Regions from separate parts of the Zea mays genome. Here region 1 is linked to region 2. A link is a contact called in public Hi-C data. All regions are on one chromosome and are shown on one strand. The core of a region is the stretch at or near the end of the contact, and the rest is flanking DNA. Distances in the headings are between cores, read along the strand shown.

The links. A called contact is a pair of places that touch in the nucleus more often than the background predicts.
Region 1: a Hi-C map of endosperm shows a contact between it and region 2, with 2.4 times the contacts expected there. The contact joins the enhancer-like site here to the promoter of LOC100276592 in region 2. A contact is called at or near these places in 8 of 25 Hi-C or Micro-C datasets (bundle sheath, ear, endosperm and 3 more).

What each region holds. Positions count from the first base shown.
Region 1 is chr2:57,748,968-57,755,395 of Zm-B73-REFERENCE-NAM-5.0, forward strand. No RefSeq gene overlaps it. Among protein-coding and RNA genes, the nearest start is that of LOC100279468, 8.0 kb to the left of the region's middle. Within about 2 kb of position 1,419, at least 15 of the 20 cell types and tissues checked have an H3K27ac peak or open chromatin away from gene starts, as enhancers often do. A contact at or near this core is called in bundle sheath, ear, endosperm and 3 more, where this site is marked.
Region 2 is chr2:57,618,543-57,625,548 of Zm-B73-REFERENCE-NAM-5.0, forward strand. It overlaps LOC100276592, which reads right to left and starts at 3,854. Exons shown (of 3, transcript NM_001150344.2): 1 at 3,540-3,854; 2 at 3,267-3,452; 3 at 2,810-3,155. The coding sequence starts at 3,779. The coding sequence ends at 2,997. It overlaps LOC103648671 (transcription factor E2FA), which reads left to right. Exons shown (of 12, transcript NM_001402557.1): 4 at 106-191; 5 at 283-371; 6 at 443-494; 7 at 628-680; 8 at 781-831; 9 at 923-971; 10 at 1,156-1,221; 11 at 1,328-1,407; 12 at 1,486-1,919. The coding sequence ends at 1,726.

The sequences.
Region 1 (6,428 bases), core at 169-2,668, 130 kb after region 2:
TCTTTTCTTTTTTTTTCCCTCTGAGATTGACGTGTTTGTTGCAAAGGTCGGATGTGCTCATCGTGTTTGTAGTTCCTTGTCGTGCGGCTCTGGTCACCAGCTTTTTGTTTGAGGTTTTTTATAAGTGCATTTTCTATTACGTACCAAAGCTGCATTTCCTTAGTAAACTATTCTTGCCTGGCTTAGTAGCAGTTTTTTTTGGCTCTTCCCGGCAGATAGTGATGTAATATGGTTCAAAAAATATCCGGCCACATCTAGCTTCGAAGATGGTGAATACTGGTTCAGGTGAAATTTTTTGATATTCAGACTTTTTTCGGATAACAGATACGAATATAGATATTCTGTTTGGATATCGAATTCGAACACAATATGTCTGATATCCGTCGGATATCGAATATCCGGATATATTCTCGGATAAATCTTCTCGGATATTCGGATATCGTATCCGGGTAGCCGTGTGCATTTTGTTGATTTTTTGTAGAAAGAAACTAATAATACACAAATAGCCTCAGAAATTTATGAAATTTTATGGAGGCACAACATATGCCCACTTATAACCCTCCAAAATATCTGGACCATAAAATCCATAATATGCTAGTGTTTCTTTCATTCCACTTTCACTTGTTGCATGAATTACACGTGAAATCACTCTAAGTATCCAAGTTTTAACATAAACGATACTTCATTCTATCATTTTCATGTGGAGACTTGAGGTCATCTATTCTTATATAATGTTTATTAGCCTCGGTAACTTTTTTACATTTTGATGATTTGATGCGAAATAAATTAATAATACGCACATAGCCTAAAGCTTCATGAATTTTCACACAAAAAACTTGACATATGTACACATATAATGCTAAAAAAGATCTTTGGACTTAAGGAGTGGATAAATGATTACAACCATAATATGTGTGGAATGATGTCTTACACGACACCTGACAAAAAAATTCGTTACCGATAATATCTGTGTCCGACTAGTTCCGTATTCGACACACAACTATCTGTATTTGTATCCGAGAACATTCGTACATGAAGTTATCCGTATTCGAATTCGAATAAAAATATAAAAATAAATATGATTTCAGTGATATCCGTTCGTATTTGATTCGATTACATCACTAATGTCAGAAGGGAAAATCCAGTCATTTATGTATTTATTTATTTACTTACTTATTGAGGGAGAGCAGAAAAGCCAACACGGCTGTGATGTCATGCTGCCTAGTACAGGTCTCGTGGGCATTGGGTCCTATTTTGACCGTCTCCCTCCTGAGAGCATTTAATTACAGTGCGCCCTGTGCGTTTCTCTCTGCTTCCCCTGAATCCCACATTCAATATTTTCCCTGGACTACTGCCGGCCGGTTACAGTGCTCTGGTCTGATTTCGATCGTAAAGAAAAAAATGTACAGGATGCCTGGCACCATCCCTGCAAGCAATTGAATGGATGGATGGATGCGAGGTGGCAGGCGCCGGTGCAGGATGCTACTACCATCTCGCATGCGTTTTATTTTATGGTCCTGCAAGTCTAAAAACTTTGCACTGCAACAGGACATTCAGCCATCTGAGTGAACTTCATGCTCAGCTCGGCTCAGCTCAGCTCATCAGGTGTGCGCCGTGCGTGCCTGCGCGTCAGGCGGTGACGTTGACGCGTCATGCCATGCGTGGATTGGATGAACGCACGCACGTCGATCTCGCCATCTCGGACGTCTCTGAAGAAGTGTAAACGGAGACCCGGCCGAGAGCGAGAGGTCCATGCCTGACGCTGACGGGCAATCACAGACACAGGGTTTGGTTGTTTGGTTGGTTGGGCAATGTGACAAAATTTGAAACGCCCCATATATAGTCCATAGAAAAATCTCTCCCTTGGCCTCTTCCCACAGTGGCCGTCGCCATGCCTGCAGCTGTCTCGAGGCGAGCTTAAGACAGACCTCCACACGCGCGAGCGTGTCGTCGTTCTCAAGGGCGAGGAAAAAAGGCCGCGCTCGATCGCTTAACTATTATTATTATTATTATGCGTAGTAGTCCGCCATTGCTGCTTTTCAGGAGGAGGGGAAAAAAAAGAAGCTTTGTGTCACTGTCGTGGTTAAAAGGTACACTACTGTTTGCCACTAGTGTTCTTTTCAAGTCGGTGTCGAGTGGGAGTTGTGCTTGTGCACGTACGTACGTGTCACACAGAGCGAGGCCGCAGCCAGCCACCTAGCCAGTCGGGGCCGTCGGATCAACCGAACCGACGGTGCACCGGAGATGTATTGTCTCCCTGCGAGGCTTTAATTTCCCGGTTCCTGGAGCACACAAGGACAGGCTTCATTAGGTTGGGACGGAATATACAAACAACCGGCCACTTGCACGTACTGGATTGGTTTGGTTCCACAGGGAAAAGCTGCAGCATGATGGCTCTTTCCAACCAGGGCCTAATATAACGGCCTGCAGTTCCCTTGGCGAGAGAGAATGACAAGGAGGGTTTTAGAGGAGCTTAGCTAGCGCTCCATGTTTTTTTGGCCGTGTTTGGCGTTGCCACCTTCTTGTTTGTTCTCTTGTAGTGGTGTTCTTCCTTGCCGAAAGCTTTGTTGTTGTTCAGAGAAGCTAAATTATATGTGGGTGGAGCAAAAGCCGGCCGGCCGGGGTGTCTGTTGTTGCCGGCGTTTAAAAATGAGATGAAACGAAGGAGCTACTAGGAGAGAATTTGAAGCAGGCAAGTGATGTACAGTGTGGTATTTTTTGAGCCGCCGTGTATAGCAGATGTTTAGTGTGCTGCAGCGAGCTGATATATGTGGATCCAGCTAGCCTGCTCAGCTTCTGTCGTATGCTAAAATCCTCCTGTGAGAAATCCTGGGCCGAAGATCAGTGAGTGCGCGAACACTATGATGTATATACAGCAGATCTTCATAGAGAACAGCTTCCACTTGCAGACCAGAAAGTTAATGACGGGGGACGGAATCAGCAACGCTACACGTACGTACGTACGTGCAGCAAGGAATTCACAAGGTCAATGATGCTCCGTCATCTGGAATCGACATGCAAAGTTGACTAGCTAGAGTCCCTTGTCTCTAGCACATCAAGCTGGTAATAATACTATACAAGTAGCTAGCAACCACGCTGTCGCCCGCCCCCTGGGACTCCCACCGATCACCAGCTTCGACGCACGCTGGAACTGAGAGCCTGCTGCCGGCCAGGCCATGTCCATCCATGGCACGCACGCACGGTCGAAACGAGCAGCACCAAGCGTGCTCATTATAGTTTTTCCACTATATATCGGTGCTTGGCGAGTCGAAGTGGCAATGGAAGTGGTGAAAATGGCAAAATGCACATGATCCTTTGAGCCGACAAGAGTGGCCTAAAAAAATCAGAGGTTGCTGCTGGTAGTAGTAGTTGTTGTTGTTGTAGGCCAGGTAGGCCTGTTTTGTTTTGTTGTGGCATGCCAATTATAGGGAGCTAGCATGTAGGCTGTGTTTTCTACTGTATCTATGTCTCGTCGGACCAGCAAGATTCACTGGCATGGCATTGGTCGTTTGCCTAACGTTATAGCTTATCCTCCCCAGATTCCACGATCGTTTCGTTTGTTTATAACCATGCGATTCCTTTTTTTCTCTCTCCATTGTTTTGTTTATCCCTAGGTAATTTCTTCTCGTGTCTGGTGGAGGAACGTAACGCACCGAGAATCATACAGACCCCCTCCCTCGCTCCCTCCTCCGTTCCAAAATAGTATCCGTTTTATGTTTATATTTCAATACATAACGATGAATCTAGACACATCTATAAAACACATATATCAGGCATTATATGAATCCACCGCTACTCTCAAACGAATAGTAAGTTGGGATAGAAGGAGAGAGTATACATGGTAAAAGATGCCGAGGTTTGCCAGCAAACCACCAAAAAAATAAACCAACCACACTGGCCTAACAAAAAGATCATCAATCCACACACTAGGGTAACGAACTGCTAGTTACTGGATAAACTAGTAAGGAACCGTCAAAACTCTTGCTCACGAGGGACCCCGGACCCTATCAAATAGGACCGGGTCCGGCAAATCACCTGCAGATACTTTTGGAACGCGCCTCTAGGCCACTAGCCGACCCTTATCGAACGGGGCACGAGCATCCACTCGGATCACCCGTTAGCAACTCACTGGCGCTTTCCCCCCTCCTTCTTGCGAAAAGGCGACGAAGGGGCGTATGAAAAAAGCCGAGTCAGTCCTTGACCGTCCTCTCGCTCTGTGCGGAGGCTCGGGGGCTGCTCTCGCAAACACGGCTCCGGCCAAACCGTTGACAGCGTCAACATACCAGCCCGAGAATTCAGAACCTGACTATGCACCCGGGCAACGACCAGTTCGCATGAGGGAACAACCAGACCGGCCAAGGCGTCACGAAAAGCGCTAAGACCTCGGAGGAGTCAAACCACTCATCCGAGGCCTCGGGGGCTACACCCGGCGGGTGCGCTTACGCACACCCACCAGAACGAAATGCAACCGAGAAAGGCCGGTCCCCTTGCAAAAAAGTGCGACAAAAGCCTCCAAGCGAGCACCAACACTCCCTTCGAGACTCGGGGGCTACTGTCGAGGACCATAATTAGGGGTACCCTCAAGACTCCTAATCTCAGCTGGTAACCACCATCAGCACAAAGCTGCAAAGGCCTGATGGGCGCGATTCTGGTCAAGGCTCCGTCCACTCAAGGGACACGATCTCGCCTCGCCCGAGCCTAGCCTCAAGCAGGAACAATAGACCAAGGCAGATTCACGCCTCGCCCGAGGGTCTCCTCAAGCAACGGGCGCACCTTCGACTCGCCCGAGGCCCAGTTCGGGCAGGCTTCACGGAGAAGCAACCTTGGCCAGATCGCCACGCCAACCGACCGTATCGCAGGAGCATTCAATGCAAGGATCGTCTGACACCTTATCCTGACGCACACTCCTCAGTCGACAGGGCCGAAGTGACCGCAGTCACTTCGCCGCTCCACTGACAGATCTGACAGGAAAACAGCGCCGCCTGCCTTGCTCCGACTGCTGTGCCACTCGCCAGAGTGAGGCTGACAACAGCTAAGTCCATCCTCGGGCGCCATAGGAAGCTCCGCCTCGCCCGACCCCAGGGCTCGGCCCCCGTCTCGGCCTCGGAAGACGGTCTCCGCCTCGCCCGACCCCAGGGCTCGGACTCAACCTCGACCTCGGAAGACGGTCTCCGCCTCGCCCGACCCCAGGGCTCGGACTCAACCTCGACTCCGGAAGACGGTCTCCGCCTCGCCCGACCCCAGGGCTCGGACTCCACCTCGACCTCGGAAGACGGTCTCCGCCTCGCCCGATCCTAAGGCTCGGACCCCACCTCGACCTCGGAAGACGGTCTCCGCCTCGCCCGACCCCAGGGCTCGGACTCAACCTCGACTCCGGAAGACGGTCTCCGCCTCGCCCGAGCCAGGGCTCAAACTCAGTCTCGACCTCGGAGGAGTCACCGCCTCGACCGACCTCGGGCTCGGACCGACCATGTCATAGGGGGCCCATCATTACCCTACCCCTAGCTAGCTCAGGCTACGGGGAACAAGACCAGCGTCCCATCTGGCTTGCCCCGATAAAACAGGCAATGATGGCACCCCGCGTGCTCCATGACGACGGCGGTTCTCAGCCCCTTACGGAAGCAAGGAGACGTCAGCAAGGACCCGACAGCCCCGACAGCTGTACTTCCACAGGGCTCAAGCGCTCCTCTGACGGCCACGACATCACATGAACAGGGCAGCAACACCTCTCCGACAGCCACGTTGGCACGTACATAGGACTCTGGCTTTCCCCTGCTAGACATGTTAGCACATTGCTACACCCCCCATTATACACCTGGGCCTTCTCCTTACATCTATAAAAGGAAGGTCCAGGGCCCTCGTACGGGAAGGTGGCCGCGCGGGAGGACGGGCCAACGCACAAGGCTCTCGCTCTCTCTCTCTCCCTCGCGAACGCTTGTAACCCCCTACTGCAAGCGCATCCGCCCTGGGCGCAGGACAACACGAGGCAGCGGTTTCCCCTTATTGTCTTCCCCCTTGTGTTCCGTCTCGCGCCGACCCATCTGGGCTGGGACACGCAGCGACAATTTACTCGTCGGTCCAGGGACCCCCCGGGGTCGAAACGCCGACAGTTGGCGCGCAAAGTAGGGGCCTGCTACGTGTTGACGAACAGCTTCTCGTCAAGCTCCAGATGGGTAGTCTCCAGCAACCTCTCCAGCCCGGGACGCTGCTCCATTTCGGGAGTCTTGAGTTCATGTCCCTCGACGGCAGCTACGACATGATACTCCTTCCTCCGCCGCGCGACGATGACAATGGCGGCCGTCAGCCCGCCCGCCGGCGGCGGAATCGACGACGTCTTCCCCACGTGGCGGAAAAGCAACATTCGGGTTTGTCGCGTCACCCTCCCCGCCGACGGAGGAGGAGGCGGGGCAGCCATGGCCAAGCAGGAG
Region 2 (7,006 bases), core at 2,604-5,103:
CCATTCTGATTACATTGTTTCATATCAATTATTTTTACTATTTTTTTGTTCCATATGAATTCTTCTATCGACACGTATTTATGTGAATATATGATATTTTTCCAGCACTGTTGACAAAAAAGTTTATCAATCTGCTCAATGAGGCTCAAGATGGGATTTTAGATTTGAACAGCACAGCAGAGATGTTAGGTGTATGTAACTTTTCCTCATTTACTAAGCCGGCATTTCTCTTTGTTTCTCTTGAGTCTTGCTGCAAGCTTCAGCGTGACTATGAAAACTCAGGTTCGTAAGAGGCGTATGTATGACATTACAAATGTCCTTGAAGGGATTGGTTTGATAAAAAAGAAGTTGAAGAACAGAATATGTTGGAAGTGAGCATTGCCTTCTATACTTACAAAGTTATGTTTATATGGTGCGACATGCTAATCTTATGATTTTACAGGGGTTTGGGGGAATTGGGAACTAACTTGGATAATGATCTTTCAGTTCTGAAGGTACTTATTTCTGTATTTGCTCTTTCTGTTTCATTTAATCATGTCCATATTATCAAACACATTGTAAATGTCCCTGTACCTAGAAATGATACGCGCCCAAGTCTAAGCTTCACTTGGTGTAATCTCTTTGCAGATAGATTTTGAAAACCTTAATCTACAGGAGCAAGCATTAGACGAACATATAAGGTTGGTAATCACTGGAGGTTGCGAAACTATTGACTGCAGTTCTCAATGCTGCTATTTTTAATGAGAATGGTAATACGGTCTAAAGTATTTCTCCTTGCAGTAAAATACGGGAAAAGCTGAAGGACTTAACTGAAGATGAAGGCAACCAGAGGTAATCATATTAATTTGTGTCAAGATACTTGCATATTGCTGTCACTGTTTCACTTTTTAATCATGTCTAATTGTCTATTATTCATGTTTAGGTGGCTATTCCTTACTGAAGATGACATCAAGGGGTTGCCCTGCTTTCAGGTTTGCTTACATGTTAAAGAAATCCCAAATTATGGCCTTTTCCAGATTTCATATTATTTCTGACTATTCAGAGTAAATTTCATCCTATGTTTGACTATTCAGGCTGTCTTTAATACCAAAAATAACTAAGGATAGTTGATTCTGGTGTGAACTCATTACCTTTTTTCAATCTGCACTTCTGCAGAACAAAACATTAATTGCAATAAAAGCACCTCATGGGTCTTCTTTGGAAGTGCCCAATCCTGATGTGGTAAGTAGCCAGGAAAACAATGACCAGTCGATATCTCAATATGCGATGCATTGCATGTTTAGTCATCATTAACTATTTCATAACTTTAGCTCATTTATTTTATAAGATGACTGGGGATAGCCTTCAAAGGAGATATAGAATAGTAGTACGGAGTACAATGGGTCCAATTGATCTTTACTTAGTTAGGTAATGTTTGAATCTTCTCTTGAAGCTGGTTGCTGGAAAAAGTAAGTTATCTGACATACATCCTTACTATATTGTTAGTAAAACTGAAGAAGAAATGGAGGGAAAGCTGGATGATGCTGCAGCACCCGCAGGGCACACAAATGTGGCAAAGCATGGCTCCATAAAATGCCCCAGAACAAAAAGAGCTTGGCAAAGGAGTAGAAAAGAGGAGGTGGTGCCTAAGGCTCAGAAGATCCAGAAAACTCCAGATCTAAATGCCCCATGTCATTCTGAAGGAGTGTTGAGGAAGATTAATCCTTCAGATGTTGAGGTAAGTTAGATTTGATCTTATGAAGCTTAACTTTTTATATTATATATATAGTATCTATACAAGGTGAAGCTGAGGCATTCCATAATCATCACTCATCAGTTAACTGAGAACATCAAGCCTTAATATTTCGTAGAAGAATCACACAATTCAGAAATCAGAACTCCAGTTCTACATTAGTACATTACATACACGCTCTTAAATTGCATCTTGATTTCTTTCTATCCCTTTAATTGCACCATTTTTATTGTGAAGAGCATTGGGTTTGCACATTGCTGTATCTTTTCCGCCTGACAAGATCAAAGCAAATAGTAGACTTAGCTATTCATGGTCCTACTGCACTTCCTCAGAGTGGAGCGGACTACTGGCTGCTCACAGACTGTGATGTTTAGCATCACTGATATGTGGAGAACACAGCGTATCCTTTTCTCCAGAACTAGTATTCATGACGTCTTGTTTAAATGTCATCTACAATAATTTTCATAGGTACTTGCAATTTCTGAAGTGAAGTATTACTTGACATGGTAAATAGCAGAAATGCAGTTGGATCAGATAGACCCCAACGATTTCCTAGCTGAAGAGGTGAGCTCACCAGGGACATTCAACCAGCAGCCACCTGAAGGCTACGGCTGTGGGCTCTAACCATGGGCAAGAAAGAAGATGATACAGTGCTGGATGTTTTGGGACGAACTGAGCTCATTACAATTCACGCGTCATTTCTGTGTGGAAGCCAGGATTGCAGTGGGCAAGATGTGCCTGGTGAGATAGGCCTTTTGTTGTGGACTGTTGCTGTGACACGTTTGGTGGCTTGTACAGCGTATCTATGGCTTGGAAGCAGAACAATGCTTCAATCAGACACATAAACTAAACCGCTGGTTACAGAGGTGCACTCCTCCAGCTTTTAAAGGGTCAGGTTTTATGTCCATTTGATTCTGCCTTTGGAATTTGGATGGTGCCACAGTTTCTGTGTACATATTGTGTCTAGGCTGGCTAGATGTGTAGAAAGTAATGTCAAGCATCATCAGCAAAATCCATTATGAAAAGTGCAAACATCATTGCTAAACTCTGAAGCAACCGCACTGCATTGTCAGCTTCTAGTTCAAAAACTCTCTCCACTCGTCATTCATTACTGGTTGTTCAAAATCGTCATCGAACAGCTTTTACAAAAGCAGCACCAGATAGATTCGCTGGCACCGGCTAGTAGAACACCTATATAAGCTTATGTATAGCTATTTGCATAGACTACATGATTCAGTGAGAAGTGTACTTGAGTGGCGGCGCATCAGTCGCCGCCCTTCCTGATCTTGCCAATCCAGCTGGCCACCACCGGCGTCAGTGCCACCGTCGGCGGGAACCTGATCGGCGACGCGGCCTTGTGCGCGGCGTAGGCCAACGCGAAGGTCCCGACCTTCCCTCCGGTTTCCCCTGTCACGATCCCGACCTGCAACGCGCAAAGGAACATTCCATACGTGGCCTGAATTGTGAGCCGAGGGCACAGCTGGCGAGGCGATTGCACAGCACAGCTGGCTTGAGGGGGGAGGCAGCAGCTCACCTTCGCGAGCAGGTCCTGCACGTCGACGCCGGCGCTGACGAGGAGGTAGCATAGAGTGAAGGAGACGATGGAGAGCGAGATGGAGGTGGCCAGGTACGCGCCGCCGTACTTGGCCAGGAGTTCCTTGGCCTGGTCCGTCCGCGACTTCTTCCCCTCGCCTCCCTCTTCCTCCTTGGAGCTGAACACCTGCAGCCACGCAGAGCGCAATACAAATTCGTTCAGCTCACACATCACATGTGCTTCGGAGGCTGCCTGGATGTGTCCCCCGCTTACCTTCCAGAGGCCGAACTCGAGCCCGTACTTCTCGGTTATCTCGTCGGCCGTCTTGGCCTCCCCCTCCTTCGTCTCTTGCACGGCCGAGACCGCGAGCCGCCGACGCCGCGGAGGCCGGAGGGACCGAGAGACAAGGGAGCCGCGCTGGAGCTGGAGCTGCGGCTGCAGCAACCTGTGGGCGCGGCGCGGCGTGTCCGTGAGCGCCGCGAGGCTGGGGAGTAGCAGAGCCGTTGCCGCCATAGTTGGGCGGGCGGATGGCTGGGACTGGAATTGGTAGGAGCAGAACGAAGACGAGGTGGGGACACGACACGACCCAACCGCGGGGCGGCGGGGGCAGCGGACAAGATAGGATTTGCTGATTTAGGAAGGAGCACAGCAGGACAGACAGAACCCGCGGACTTTTGTTGTCGAGTTGCGTTTGCTTACGATTCTGATGGACGGCCGAAATGCATCTGGGCCTCCGCGTTTCTGGACCTCGAGACTTGTTTTGTGAGAAGCCCAGGAGTGGCAACGTGAGGTGGAGGATGGGGACAAGTTGCCTGCTGCTGTACCATGGAGTACGGAGGACCAGCGTAAACGGGGCCTTTTCCACTTGCACCACAACCCGCACGAAAATACAAGGTTGAACTCCTTTGTCCTTAAAAAGTTGGAAACTTCCGCTCTTGATCGTGAGAGTGTCCACTGCAGAGTTTGCACATCTTTACCTATAAGACATGTTTCCAGTTTAGCTAGGGTTTGCAAGACCCTTAAGACACTCTCAAGGTAAATGGCTAGAGATCCACCGCGAGACCTTTCTAAAGTTCCATTAGATGAGAGAACCCACTGCGGTTTCCGGGCCAAAGGCGTTATAGGAATCCCTTGTCCAAAAAGCTATACAGATTGTCTGACCCGATGACCTCCCTATACCTGCACTCCACCCGCTTGCCCTTTCAAGAAAGGGTTAACTCACACTAGCTTTCCTAATTAATTAGCCAAGGACGTCCTATTCCATCCTTGTGGTAGCACTGTATTTTCAGTTGGTCGATACATGTTCCAATTAACACAATAATCTTATAATAAATAATAATTAAACCTAGGGTGACACCGGTCTAGAGGATTGCGACCCTACCAGACGGGCGTTGGGGCAGATTACTTCATCAAATGGAGAAAACTTTTTTAAGGAAGAAAATCTTTTTGAGAGGCGCAAAATGCTTTATTGCTTCCTATATGCTTTATCATGTCTTCCTTTTCGGTGTTTGATTCCTGAAAGGGAAATATGGTCAAACCTTTTCCTAAATGATTTTGGTGGTTGAATTGCCCAACACAAATGATTGGACTAACTAGTTTGCTCTAGATTATAAGTTCTACAGGTGTCAAAGGTTCAAACACAAACCAATAAAAAGTCCAAGAAAGGGTTCAAATAGAAAGGAGCAAAACCCACCGAAGACTGTCGTGGTTTGGCGCACCGGACTGTCCGGTGTGCCAAGCGGAGCAACGGTCGCCAGTGCAATGCTCGAGTTCAACGGTCGGTTAACACAGCTACAGTGCGCGGACAGTTCGCGCAGAGTCAGAGCAGGCGCCAGAAGGCGCACCGGACAGTGAACAGTACCTGTCCGGTGCACCACCGGACTGTCCGATGACCCCACCTGTCAGAGCTCCAACGATCGAATCCTGACGGTTGGGTGACGTGGCTGGCACACCGGACAGTGTCCGGTGGCGCATCGGACTGTCCGGTGCGCCCATCAACAGACAGCCTCCCCAACGGCCATTTTGGTGGGTGGGGCTATAAATACCCCCTAATCACCACACTTCAAGGCATCCAAGTTTTCAACCATTGCATTCAATACAAGAGCTCTAGACTTCACTCCAAGACACAAACAAGAGATCAAATCCTCTCCCAAGTCCGGAATCGCTCCAAACAAATAGTGACTAGTGAGAGAGATATTTATGTTCATTTGAGTTCTTGTCGCTTGGATCACTTTTTTTCTTCCTCCATTCTTGTTCTCAAGCAACTTGTAATCAAGCAAGAGACACCAAGTTGTGGTGGTCCTTGTAAGGGGTCTAAGTGACCCGTTGATTAATGAGAAAAGCTCACTCGGTCTAAGTGACCGTTTGAGAGAGGGAAAGGGTTGAAAGAGACCCGGTCTTTGTGACCACCTCAACGGGGAGTAGGTTTGCAAGAACCGAACCTCGGTAAAACAAATCACCGTGTCATCCGCTCTATTTCTTTGGTTGATTTGTTTTTGCCCTCTCTTTCGGACTCGCTTTTATTTCTAACGCTAACCCGGCTTGTAGTTGTGCTTAAAGTTTATAAATTTCAGATTTGCCTATTTACCCCCCTCTAGGCGACTTTCAGTTCCAAAGGGGGAGAAATTTGTAGACCAAAGTATATCAAATACCAAAACTAATTTTTAAAAATTTTGTAATCTTTTAATTGATTATTTATGTTGGTTTTGGTCCAAGATAGGAAGTATGAGGATTATGGAGTTAGGGGGAGGCTTAAGTTCATAACCACTCATTATGGGGATTGTTTGCATATGCAAGAATGATGTTTCAATTCTAAATGACAACATATCCTTCAATTTAGCATCTCATATATCTTGCCTATGCACGTGTATCCTTAGCAAGTACATTGTATATTTCATTTTTGTATTTAATATTTGCTTGCTTTGGTTGTGTTGTCATTAATCATCAAAAAGGGGGAGACTGTATGGAAAATGACCTCAACCTATTTGACTAATTGATTTTGTTGTTTGACGATTAACATAACATGTGGACTAATATGTTTGCAAGTATTTATGTTTGTAGTTCACAGGATGCGAAGTGGACTTAGACTGAGGCATTGAGAAAGCAACACCTCAAAGAGAGTATTCATTCCATATATACCTTTGTGTCCATGACATGCATCATCGCGGGAACCTACAAGGGGTCTCCTTGGCAGTGGACACACCAGAGGAGCCAATAGTTGTGCTTGTTATTACGATTGTCCCTCCTGACCGTGGCTCTAGGCAAGGGGTTCACTGTGTGCCGCCTGGCTTGACCGACAACTAGGAAGGGGGAGTTGATGTCGGTGTACCACTTTGCAAATGCACAACAATCAACTAAATGTTAAATTTCGATCGGATCGTGTGGATCGACCTATGAGGTTTGCCATGATTAGCTCCTTGAGCGGATGGTCGTTTCTGTTCTAGGTTGGGTATTAATGTAACAATAAATGTAATCATGCACTAAAAGTGACTGTTGATGAAAGTAAACGTGCCTAAAGCATGATTAAGTCGATTGCTTACTCTAGAGCGATGCATGCTATGTGCATGGCCAAGAAGGGAGTAGCGGGCCATAGGAGTACCATTATTACCCATACCATTAACCAAATATAGGGCCAGATATAAAGTAAACCATCTATTGGAACATCCCAAATCAATCTACTACATGTATCATATTAATAAACCTAGGAACATTTGCCACTGAGAACTGTTGGCCATGCACGT